Linked DNA regions of Anser cygnoides: region 1 is linked to region 2. The links are chromatin contacts, called in public Hi-C maps. All regions are on one chromosome and are shown on one strand. Each heading gives the region's core, a stretch centred on a gene start, on an enhancer-like site or on the middle of the called end of the contact. The rest is flanking DNA. Distances are from core to core; before and after follow the strand shown.

What was found. Hi-C and Micro-C count contacts between places; a contact is called where the count stands out from the background.
Region 1: a contact with region 2 is called in a Hi-C map of liver, with 4 times the contacts expected there. The contact joins the promoter of SLC45A3 here to the promoter of NUAK2 in region 2. A contact is called at or near these places in 2 of 7 Hi-C or Micro-C datasets (both in liver).

What each region holds. Positions count from the first base shown.
Region 1 is chr25:4,552,006-4,557,400 of Taihu_goose_T2T_genome, forward strand. It overlaps SLC45A3 (solute carrier family 45 member 3), which reads right to left and starts at 3,801. Exons shown (of 8, transcript XM_066982915.1): 1 at 3,520-3,801; 2 at 3,282-3,441; 3 at 1-2,259.
Region 2 is chr25:4,341,791-4,346,680 of Taihu_goose_T2T_genome, forward strand. NUAK2 (NUAK family kinase 2) reads right to left here and starts at 1,974. Exons shown (of 7, transcript XM_066982993.1): 1 at 1,744-1,974. The coding sequence starts at 1,935.

The DNA of each region.
Region 1 (5,395 bases), core at 2,551-5,050, 210 kb after region 2:
AGGTTTTCCTTACTTTTGTTTGTTTTTTAAAAGCAAGGATTCCTCCATGAGGGTCCGTGTCCCTTTTCTCAGCTGAGCCCTAGGGTTCCTTGTTTTCACACGGATAGTTTTGATGTCTGATAACGAGCACCCAGAAGTCAAGTCAACACTGAAAATAGCTGACAACTGCTCACAAGATTTTCATGATTCCCTCCACTCATAGCACAACCTCAATCAAGAGTTTAACTGCACAGTTAGGGTCAGTAGACCCCACAGGTTGGCCGTCCTGGGTTAGTTTTAGTTAGAAATTGCTGTCATATGCTGAATGTCCCCCACCTCCTGCAGAAGCCGCAGGGCACGATCATATGGTGGCATTATTTGGAACAGCAGAAGTGAACAGAAATTCACCAGACATGACTTTTTCGTTTCTGCTTCTCCCTCTCCGTACCAGCTGCTGCCTACTTCTCCTGAGGTGCAAGGTCCAAGGTTTTATAGCTACTGCTGCCTGCTCATCCCTGCCGCTGCCTGCAGCCGTTCTCCTCCCATCCCTCTGGTCCTTCTGCTCCTGCTCCCTAGTAGCCCTGAATCCATCACAAACCTCCACAACTTTCACCCAAGGGGTCAAGTCTTTTGCTTTGATGTTGCCTTAGCCGAGATAAGGCGATAGCAGCACACACATTAAAGACAACACAAAAGAGGTACCAAAACAAGACACTCCTTGGTTGAATAGCTCCAACCTAGAGAAAGGTGGAGAATAAACACAAACAGATGTTACTTACACCGCTTATGGCGTATTTGAAAAGCTCTACAGCCCCACTGTGACAAAAAAAGTGGGACAGTTGCCTGGAGAGGCCAAAGTCTGAGGACTTTCATACCCATTGCTGTGTATGAAACAGGTTTAAATTGCCCGATGATACACAGCCATAAAGAAAAAAAAAAAAAGAGCCCATCAGCAAGCTACTTGTTAATGTCTGTTGTGTGATTTTCTTGTCATTTAAGCAAGCTCCTAGCACAGGTCTAGCCTGGTACCAGACCTGACAGACTAACAGTCAGCTTGAATGAAACCAACTGATAGCAATGTCCAGATAAGACTACACACACCCAGCAGCATCCTCGAGTTCTCTGCCACATCATCATCTGCAGTAGTCCTTTAAAAGGGTTTCTAAGAAGCCAGCACAAAACTGCTGCTGCATGCATGGCTTTTCACCTTGCTTTTCACCATCGCAGAATTATGGAAGGCAGGGATTAAGACTATTACAATCCAGTAGGTTAGAAACATCGTGTATAAAGACTACTTTCACAGAGCATCTAAATTTGTTTTTGTTTGCTTTCATACATTCCTCAGAAGTAATTTGCAAACCCTCAGAGCTTCTTGTGGATCCAACACAAAAGGCTCTGGGTTGAGATTTTCAGAGTGCAGCAGGCACACCGCAGACAGGCTGATATTTTCAAAGGGGCTCTGCAAAAGGACGCTCGAGGAGACCCACGCAGTTATGCTGGAAGAGCTGGGGCTGCTCTGTCACTTCATTGTTCAACAGATTTGATGCTTTTAGGACCAGCTCCTTTGATACCTAATCTGACAACTGACAAAGCTTCTATTGGCAGCTTCACTACAAAACCGGGCTGCTTAGTTGTTTTTTAATATTTGATTTATTGTTTTTTTAGAGAGCGCACTCACGATGCCATCAGCCACAAGAGCAGAGCCATCACACTAAACTCCATACAGAAAAACACACTGCCGCTTGAGTGCTCCAGCGAAATAAACAGTTCGGGGAAAAGGTTAGCGAGAGTTTATACTAGACACCCGCATTTTCTGGGGACTCTGGCGAAGATAAAACAGACCAAAAGGCTGCATTTTGTAACTCAGCAATCAATCCAGTGATCTGAGCTTCTCATGCTATGGATATGGTGTTTCTCACTGCTGACAAAAATGGACTACGCGCTTTTCAAAAAATGCTGCCAGCGGAGTTTGTTTGAAATACACTCAGTATCTACTATTACTGTTATATTACAGTAACGATAATCTTAGAAGAGTCTGTAAGACTGCTGCTTTGTTCACAAATAACGTTACCGTTATCTCTAGGCTGCTCCTGCACAAATCCACGGGGCCCGAACCTTCTAGCAACAGCTCCGCGTTGTGAAACACCTCGAGGTTCAGGTGCTTTAACCAGAACCACTTCGAGAAGAGGAGACGCTCTCGCAGAAGATGTTGCACAGGCTACGTATGTATCAAGTTGTAGGGGAATACAGCCATCAGCAGACAGCGCAGGAAAAAACTCCCTACAAGGAGAATTTTCCTACTAAATCCTAAGATTGGCTTATGCCCCAAAATACGGGGATTTATATCCCTTGTAAAGCTCTTTTTTAATTTACTATTAATTCTAGAGATTCTTGCTATCCATATCAAATTTCTAATCCTTTTTTCAAATCCCATAAGCTAAGCACTCTTGGCTTCCCCGACGTTTTGTGGTAATAAGTTCCAGAGTTTAAGGCACTGCCTGGAATTCAAGCGCAGGGCTGAGAATCAAGGGCTGAGCCTTCCCAGCTCCTGCACCACAGCCACTCCTCACCGAGGGGAAGAGTTACCAGGGAGCTGTGGTGACGCAAGCAAGTCCGGGTAGCATCACACATTAAAAATAAAGAGAAAATTACAGGTAGGGTGAATAATACAAATCGTTTAAAGGCTGGTACATGTTTTTCAGGAGTGCCTGACTGACTTTGGTGCCCAAGTCATTTGGGTACTTTTGAAGTTCTTACTCATGTTTTATTTCTATAAATTCCTGGTTACTCTCATGTCACGCATACAAACCCTACTCTCTCGAACCCATGTCTATGACTAAAACAGTGCCAGACCAGGATCTCGTTTGAGCTCGGCTACTTTCTCTGTAGTGCCCACAAGTCTGACAGGTCTAAATGAGGACTGAGAAAATTGTTTTTGATATGATCCCCCCCTCCAATTTCAGCAGTTATTTATATTTTTAAGGCAAAAAAAACAACAAAAAAGGCACGAAAACCAGGCACCTTGCCAAGTTTGGCCATCACCAGAGTACAAGTATTACTTGATTCCAGTGATTTTTTTTTTCTTCCTCCCAAAGCTGCCACGAAGGGGAAGACAAATTAATACCATAAGCAATTAATGCATCTTCCCCATCAAAGTCTGCAGTCGCACCAAAGCTAACACTCACGAAGCACTCACATCGCGACGCTTAGGTACCACGTCTGGGAAGAAAGCCTCTGCAAGCTCCCTTCCATCCGCGCAGGGCAGACAAGTTAACCTGGCAGCAAACCTAAGCGGAGCCTACCAGTAGGTGCAACGAGGACTTCCTTCTGTCGAGCGCCGGTTTCCTTTGATTCTGAAGATTCACTGACCCGTCCTCGCAAGCCCTCGGGATTTCGGCCTCGCGCTTCCCCACTTTTTTCCGGCTCAATCGCCTTTAAACCGAACTCGGTCACACCAGATGTCTGCAACAACGAGAAGCGGGGAAAAAACCCGGGCTACGTCCGCGCATCAGCGCAGCTGGCACCGCTCAGCAGCCCTACCTGCAGCCGCTCCTCCTCCGCTCCCCGACGTGCGAGCTCGGCTCCCCTCCTCGCCTCCCCGCAGCAAAACTAGCGCCGGATCGCTGGGAGCACCAGCGGGATCGGCGAGGGGCTCGCAACCGCCCCGTCCCAGCGGAAACCCGCCGGGACCCGGCGCTCTCTTCCCGGCTGCAAGCGCAAGGTCGCCCCGAGCACCCCCCACCCCCCGCCCCGGGACGGCCCCGGGCATCCCCGCAGCCCCGCCTCGGTGGTGCCCGGGGCTCAGCCCGGCCCCGGTGCTCAGCCCCTGCCTCCGCCGCCGTTTAAATGGGCAGGTTGGGGCCCGGCAGGGAGCATGCGCTGCCGCGGGCGGGGCGGGGGGGTCGGGGACGGCACCGGGACGGGGACGGGAACGGGGACGGGGACATCATCACGGGGACGGGGACATCACGGGACCGGGCGCCCCGAGCCCCGCAGCCGAGCCCCGGGGTCAGCCCCGCAGCCGGACCGGGGGGTTGGAAGCGCTCGGCTTTTTTCTTTTTTTTTTTTAATTTTAATTTTTATTTTTTCTTCTCTCTCCCCTCTCTTCTTTTTCCTTTCTGCAGGGGGAATTAGCCGTGCTCTGAATCGTTTCTTGTTTGCTTCGTTTTTTGTTTTTTTTTTTTAACTAATCTATTCATTACTTGTAATTGCTTGGATTGTATGCAAATGAATTCCGTGCTCTGGGAAGCTTGTGACCTGGCCCCCGGACATTATTCATGGGACATGGCTGCTTCAAATCACACGGCGTGTGCGCGCGAGAGGGGAAAGACAGCCAGCTTATGGGTGCTTACACACAGTCACACTCACAGAGCCCCTTGGGGTGGAAGGGACCTGAAAGATCACCCCCCGGCACCCCCCTGCCGCGGGCAGGGATGCCATTCAGACAGCTCCGGGTCAGTAATTGGTCTAACAATAACCGAACAGAAGCAGAGGTTGAGGAAAAATGAATATTCTGACTCACACACAGCCCTAGAGATGAGCAGCCTTCTAAAGAACAGCCTTCCTTAAACGTCTGCATCAACAAACAGTTTGTGCGAACGCTCACAGGCAGGGGACAGTAAAAAAAAAAAAAAAAAAAAAAGATTAGAATACAGCTGCCAAAAAAAAAGTTGATCTTCAATTAATGCTTGCTAAAGTTAGGGCCAGTTCTTCAGCTGACTGGCCATCAAAAGGCTTGGGTTAGTTTGTACTATTTAGAATTTGGCCATCCGTTTTGCAATATGTTTATCCAGCTCAGTTGCAGAAGCATTATAAAGATCTAGTTATTTTTAATCTTTGCAGGTTCTCTCCTTTGAGCAACTTTGTACCTCTCAAGGTCAAAAATCCCATTTCCCCATCACATTTCAGCTTGGATCAGCAGGATAGTCTTGTTTTCACCGAGCAGCTGCTCCCTCCCAAAGCTTGCTGAAAGGACTCACCCTACATGGCAAAAGCAGAGGAGCACCTGCATTTATTGTCACTTGAACTGATGAGAACTCGCTCGCAGGGGTGGCTGACAAGGAGAAATGACACTCCTGTTTCCTGCAAAAAGTTTTTTGGCACTCCACATGCAGCTAGAAACTCATTGAAATTAAAAAAAAAAAAAAAAAAAAAGCCAACAAGCCCTGGAGAGCTAAGCTATGCCTTAAGCTGGTAAAGCGCCAGAGTCCAAATTTGGGTGGGGAGAACTGCCTCTGTTTTCTGCTCAGGGAAGTTCACAAGCAATTAAATAACTATTAGTGTTGCTTTTTTATTTTTTTTTCTTTTGCACTGGAGCATGTGACGCTCGCTAGGTGGATTCCTGAATGCTGTGCCTACAGTATCTGAGCTGGAGGTCAGCGTTGCAGGGCCCTGGTTAGAGTAGCAGCATGAAGTC
Region 2 (4,890 bases), core at 724-3,223:
GGGCACTCAGGAGCACCCACCAAAAGGCATGAGCACCATTTCACCTAAGGGATTTCTAGCCAGAAAGCAAGACTTTCAGACAAAAAATGCTCACAGAAACCCCCCCCAAAAAAATCTGGCTGATGAAGCCTGGTCTCTGCAGCCTAGCAGCTGGTTAGACGTACTTTGCTCTGAGCTAAGACCAGGTAGGTTAAAATTCAGAAGGAAAAAAGGAAAAAAAAAAGACAGCTAGGCAGTATAATGAGACGGTTCAATATTCAGTGTATCTGACAGAGGCAGCTCCTGATCGGCCAGAGGCCAAAGCCACGCGTGGAGCAGCTCCAGCTTCGCAGCCCCAGCTGGTAACGTGGGACCTGCGCAGCCCACGAGGGCTGGCAGGAGGCAGCAGTACCTGCCCTCGCACCTCGCTGTTTAGGAAGTGAAAGCCACTTAGAGAAGGAGCAAATAATGACCCGGCTCGGGATAAGCTTGAAGATTAAACAGGTCCGGAAATGCTGAGTGGTGCAAGAAAGAATTTGTGGGAAGAGGAGAGATTTGTGGTTAAGCCTCCTGTTCCTACACGGCCAGCTTGCTGCAGTACTAGTTAGTCAAGCCCTTGACTATCTTTGGAATTTATTGAAGAGGCATTGGTCTGTGTATTTAATTTGCATCATAATGGACTTATGGTACCAGACAAACAAGTCCCTGTCCTAAGGGGCTTCCGCAGATAGGTGAGCTCTGGCAGTTCAAAGATTCCCCACACAAGTTTTGTTAGTTAGGGACAGAAAGGGAAAGCCAAGACTTCTCACCCATCCCAAAGGAAGGGATCCTCCCAGGTCAGTGGGTGGGAGCCGCATTTCAAGGCCCTGATTATGCAGCAAAATAGCAGCGCCTTCAGAATCAGATAGGCTAATGGAAAAACAGCAAGCCTGATTTAATTAAGAGCTGTTGCGTTACATGAAAACCTCTCTGATTTACAGTTGTTTTCCTCGACATGCCTCGGTGGCACGCTAGTGATCCAAGCTCGCATCCCTTTTGTGCTCAGAGCATCTCGGGGGGCCCTCACTGCTGCCACGAGAGTTGGGCTGGGGGGCGAGTGCCTTTCCCAGGTCTCGTCCTGCAGTGCAGGGTGCTCAGGGCTGAGCTGGGGCAGGGAAATCACCGCCAGGTTTGCCCTTTGAACACCTGCAGCCTGCGCAAGGCCAGGGCTGCCAAACCCAGCAGCACCCCGCTTTTGCAGGGCAGCGCTCCCCAGCTCGCTCCAGCCCCCAGCCCCCTGCTTTGGGGCACCAAAGGGCGGATTTGGGGGGCTCCCAAGGGGGGGGTTCTGCAAGTCCCGCTTCCACGCAGACCTGGGGGCTCCGCTCACGCACCACTGCAGAGAGTCAACACATCACATCATCACCCCAAAACCAGGGCAAGAGGAAGGGAAAAGCCCTTGAGACTCGAGAGCAGTGTTTGCTCTTCACCGCCGTCTGCCCGTGGCCCCTCTCAGCGCCCCGGTCAAGTGGGCGAGGGGCTGCAGGAGGAGGAGGAAGGAGAGGAAGAGAAGGGGGGGAGCGAGGTCCCTGGGGGCTGCCCCCAGCACCCTTGGGGGGCTCCTGTCCCCTCTGCGGGCCAAGGGGGGGCTGCACCACCGCTGCCCCCCGGGTGTCAGCAGGGGAGAGCCGGGGCTGGCTGGGGGGAGGATGCTCTGAGGGGGGAACGCGGGGGCTGCTCGGGATGGGGGCTGGCAAGGTGTGGGGTGACAGGAGCAGCTCTTACCAGCTTGCCGGAGCGCTCCCGAGCCTTCTTCACCTTGCCGTAGGTGCCTTTCCCCAGCGTCTCCAGGAACTCGTAGCGGTGCTTGAGGTTGTGCTTGTGGTGGTGCCGCTTCACCGCCTGCTTCTTGGGCGCCGGCGACCCGCCGAGCCCCCCCGGCTGCGGGGCGCCCCCCGGCCCCGCCGCCCGCTCCATGCCGAGCTCCCGGCACGGCTCGGCCCGGCCCGGCCCGGCCCGGCCGCTAAATGCGGGGCCGCCCCGCCGGCCGCGCCCCCCCCGCGCCCATTGGCCGCCCTCCCGCCCGCCCCGCCCGGCCCCCGGTGCGGAAAGGGGGCGGGAGGCGAGAAATTTGGGGGGTAGGGGGGGGATCCCGGCAGGGCTGGGGCGTAAGGGGGGCCCCGGAGCTGGGGGGAGCAGCTGTAAGGTGGGGGGGGTTGGATTTGGGGAGGGGGGAGCAGAGGCAGCCCCCCCCCCCCCGGGAGGGTTGTAAAGGGAGTAAAGAGGGGGGTTAATGCGGGAGGGGTGCGAAGGGGGTCCTGCATTGCAGGGGGGGGGGTAAAAGGGGGGTGCTGAGGGCTGGGGATGGAGGTTTTGGGGAAGGTGCTGCGGGGAGGTGCTCGCACACAAAGGAGGGCCAAGGGGGCGCAGGGAGGGTGCGGGGCAAAGCCTGGGGGGTTCGCACCGGGGGGTGCGGGGACACGGGGACGGACGGGCGGACGGACAGACAGACACATGCCCACGGGTTTGCTGCAAGGAGCCCCAGCGCACCCAGGACTCTCTGCAAAAATAAAAATAAAAATAAATAAATGGGGGACACGGCCGCCTGCTGCCCCGGTGCTCCCGCACGAACCCATTTCGCGGACGTTTCTGGTTAACTCTGCAGCACCTTCCCGTGCGGTCTTCTCGCCCCTGTGGTAAATCTTTGTTTGGAGATATTAAAAGAATGCAATTATTTCCCAAAGCAGCCAAAACAAAAGCTCTTGCCCGGCTCTGGCATGTGTGAGGACACACCGTATTGATCAAAGAGGCAGATAACTGCAGCATTACTCAGCCCCGCGCTCCGACCTGGATTTTCCCACCGCTTCCAGCGGCTCGGGGCAGACGGGGTGAGGCAGAGAGATGCTGCAGAGCGTGCAGCGAGGGGATGAGCGCGCCCAGCCCCGGCCCCCTGCTGCAGGCTGTGGGCCCCCGAGCACAGACATAGCGGCCGTGCCTCGTCGACGTCAGGATGAGACCCAGGCAGAGGTCCTGTGCCCCCGGCTGCTCTCGCAGTCTGGGTATCAGAGGGCTGAGGTTACGAATGTCCTGCTGAGCACACCCGTCCTGCGGCACGGCTGGAGCCCAGGTTGTGGGACACAGCCGCGCACCGGGCTCCTGCTCATCCCCGCCAGGGATCAGCCTCGGCACTCAGCGGGCTCCAGGTTAGATACCATCGAGGCAGAGTTAGGACACGGAGGGATCTTGTGTCTTGTGGCTGTGTGGAGCCTCTGTTCTGCCTCTGTTCTGCACAAGACTTCGGGGATAACCAACGTTTTGCAGATTCGTGCTGGCCCTGCATCCTCTCCACCACGAACCTGCCCCACACAGCAACCCGTGGGCAAACCTGGCTTCCTGCTTTACCATCAGTTGTCTCGCACGGCACGGGGGCTGGGGGGATGTCCTGAGATAGCGCAGCAGGGTTGCACTACTGAATTATTTAGTGTGTGGTAACAGGAGCTGCTTTTCAATCTGAAGGTAGCGAGCAGGGCCCATAGGGAAGATAAACAAGGCGTAGAAGAGATTAACTAAACTGCAGTAATTTCAATGTCAAAGTAAACAGATAGGATCCTGTTCAGGCACAGCCTGGAGATTGCAGGAGAGTGGAAGGGGAAGGAGCAGGCCTCCTGATCGCAGCAAGGCAGGCGATTTCCCTTGGCTGAGATGAAAGCTGCCGTGGCTCCCGGACGCGGCCAGCCCACGCCTCTGCCTACGGAGCGATCCCCCGGCGGCTGCGGGATTGCTCGGGGTTGAGCCCACCGGCCCAAGAAGCACTCGAGCACGCATTTAGCTTTAAGCACATGTTTATTGCTCTTCTTGATTTATAAGGATGCCTTCCAGAGGCTTTTCCCTGTGATGAAAGGAAACGAAGTGTCGGGCTTGCTTCTCTTTCTGTTTCTACCAGAGGAATTCTTCTCCGCGATTTTCTGTGCAGTCACTGACACGTAAGCTTAGGTATGCTTTTGTTCCAGACTACCTCAGGAAGCCTTTTTTAATGGAAATGTCAAGGGACACAGATCTAAGTCTGCTGGAATCCACTGATAAGGATCCTGTATTGCAGCAGTCAGTGGTAGTGGTAGCGCTGCTTCCTCAGCAGCGGGGAAACCCACAGAAACCCCCCTGCCCCCAGCTGCAGCCATCCTAAAGGTGGTTTCTACAGCAGCAGCCCTTTGTAACCAAGTGTCTGCTAACACCAACGTGAAAGTCAACAGGGGATTTGGCTCTGTGTCAGGGAAACCTCCTCAAAGCTAGTCTGATCAGCGCGATGCTTTGTAAGGACGGAAGCTTTATTCACCTCCAGCCTCCTATTTTTGTATTGTTATTTTTTAATTTTAAATCAATGCGGCAGTGTTACCTCTATACTAAAAGCATCCGTGTCGTGGTCCAAACCTGTGTCTCTGCCATTGGGCTTGGTGTGCACAGGCTCTGCTCACCTCTGTGAGCTGCTAAGGGAACAAACATGCCCCAGAAGACACGCTTATGGCAGCAAGCCCACCAAAAGGGAAAGGAAGGGTCCTGCCAGGCATTAAGATGCCAAAGATGACAAAGAGGCAAATGATCACCTCTGCTTAACGGTCTTCCAGGCTGGCAGCATTCCTCACCCTCTGCTGGGTAGTGCTCAGGCAGGTGTGAAACCCATTCTGCCCCTGAAAACACAGAGGAAGCGGTTTTTGCTCTGATCTTCCCCACTGGGTGCCCCATCCATCAGCAGAAGAAGGGAAACACATTAAACAGCAATGGGAGCCTTTGGAAAAGTAATTTATGACCTATCAAATGTAATGATTACAGCACAGGCCACCTCTGCAACCCACATCTTCTGCAGCTGCCTGGGATTAAGGCAGCCTGCAGACACCCTTCAGCCCTCCGCTCGGTGTCAAGCTCAGCTCATTTTTC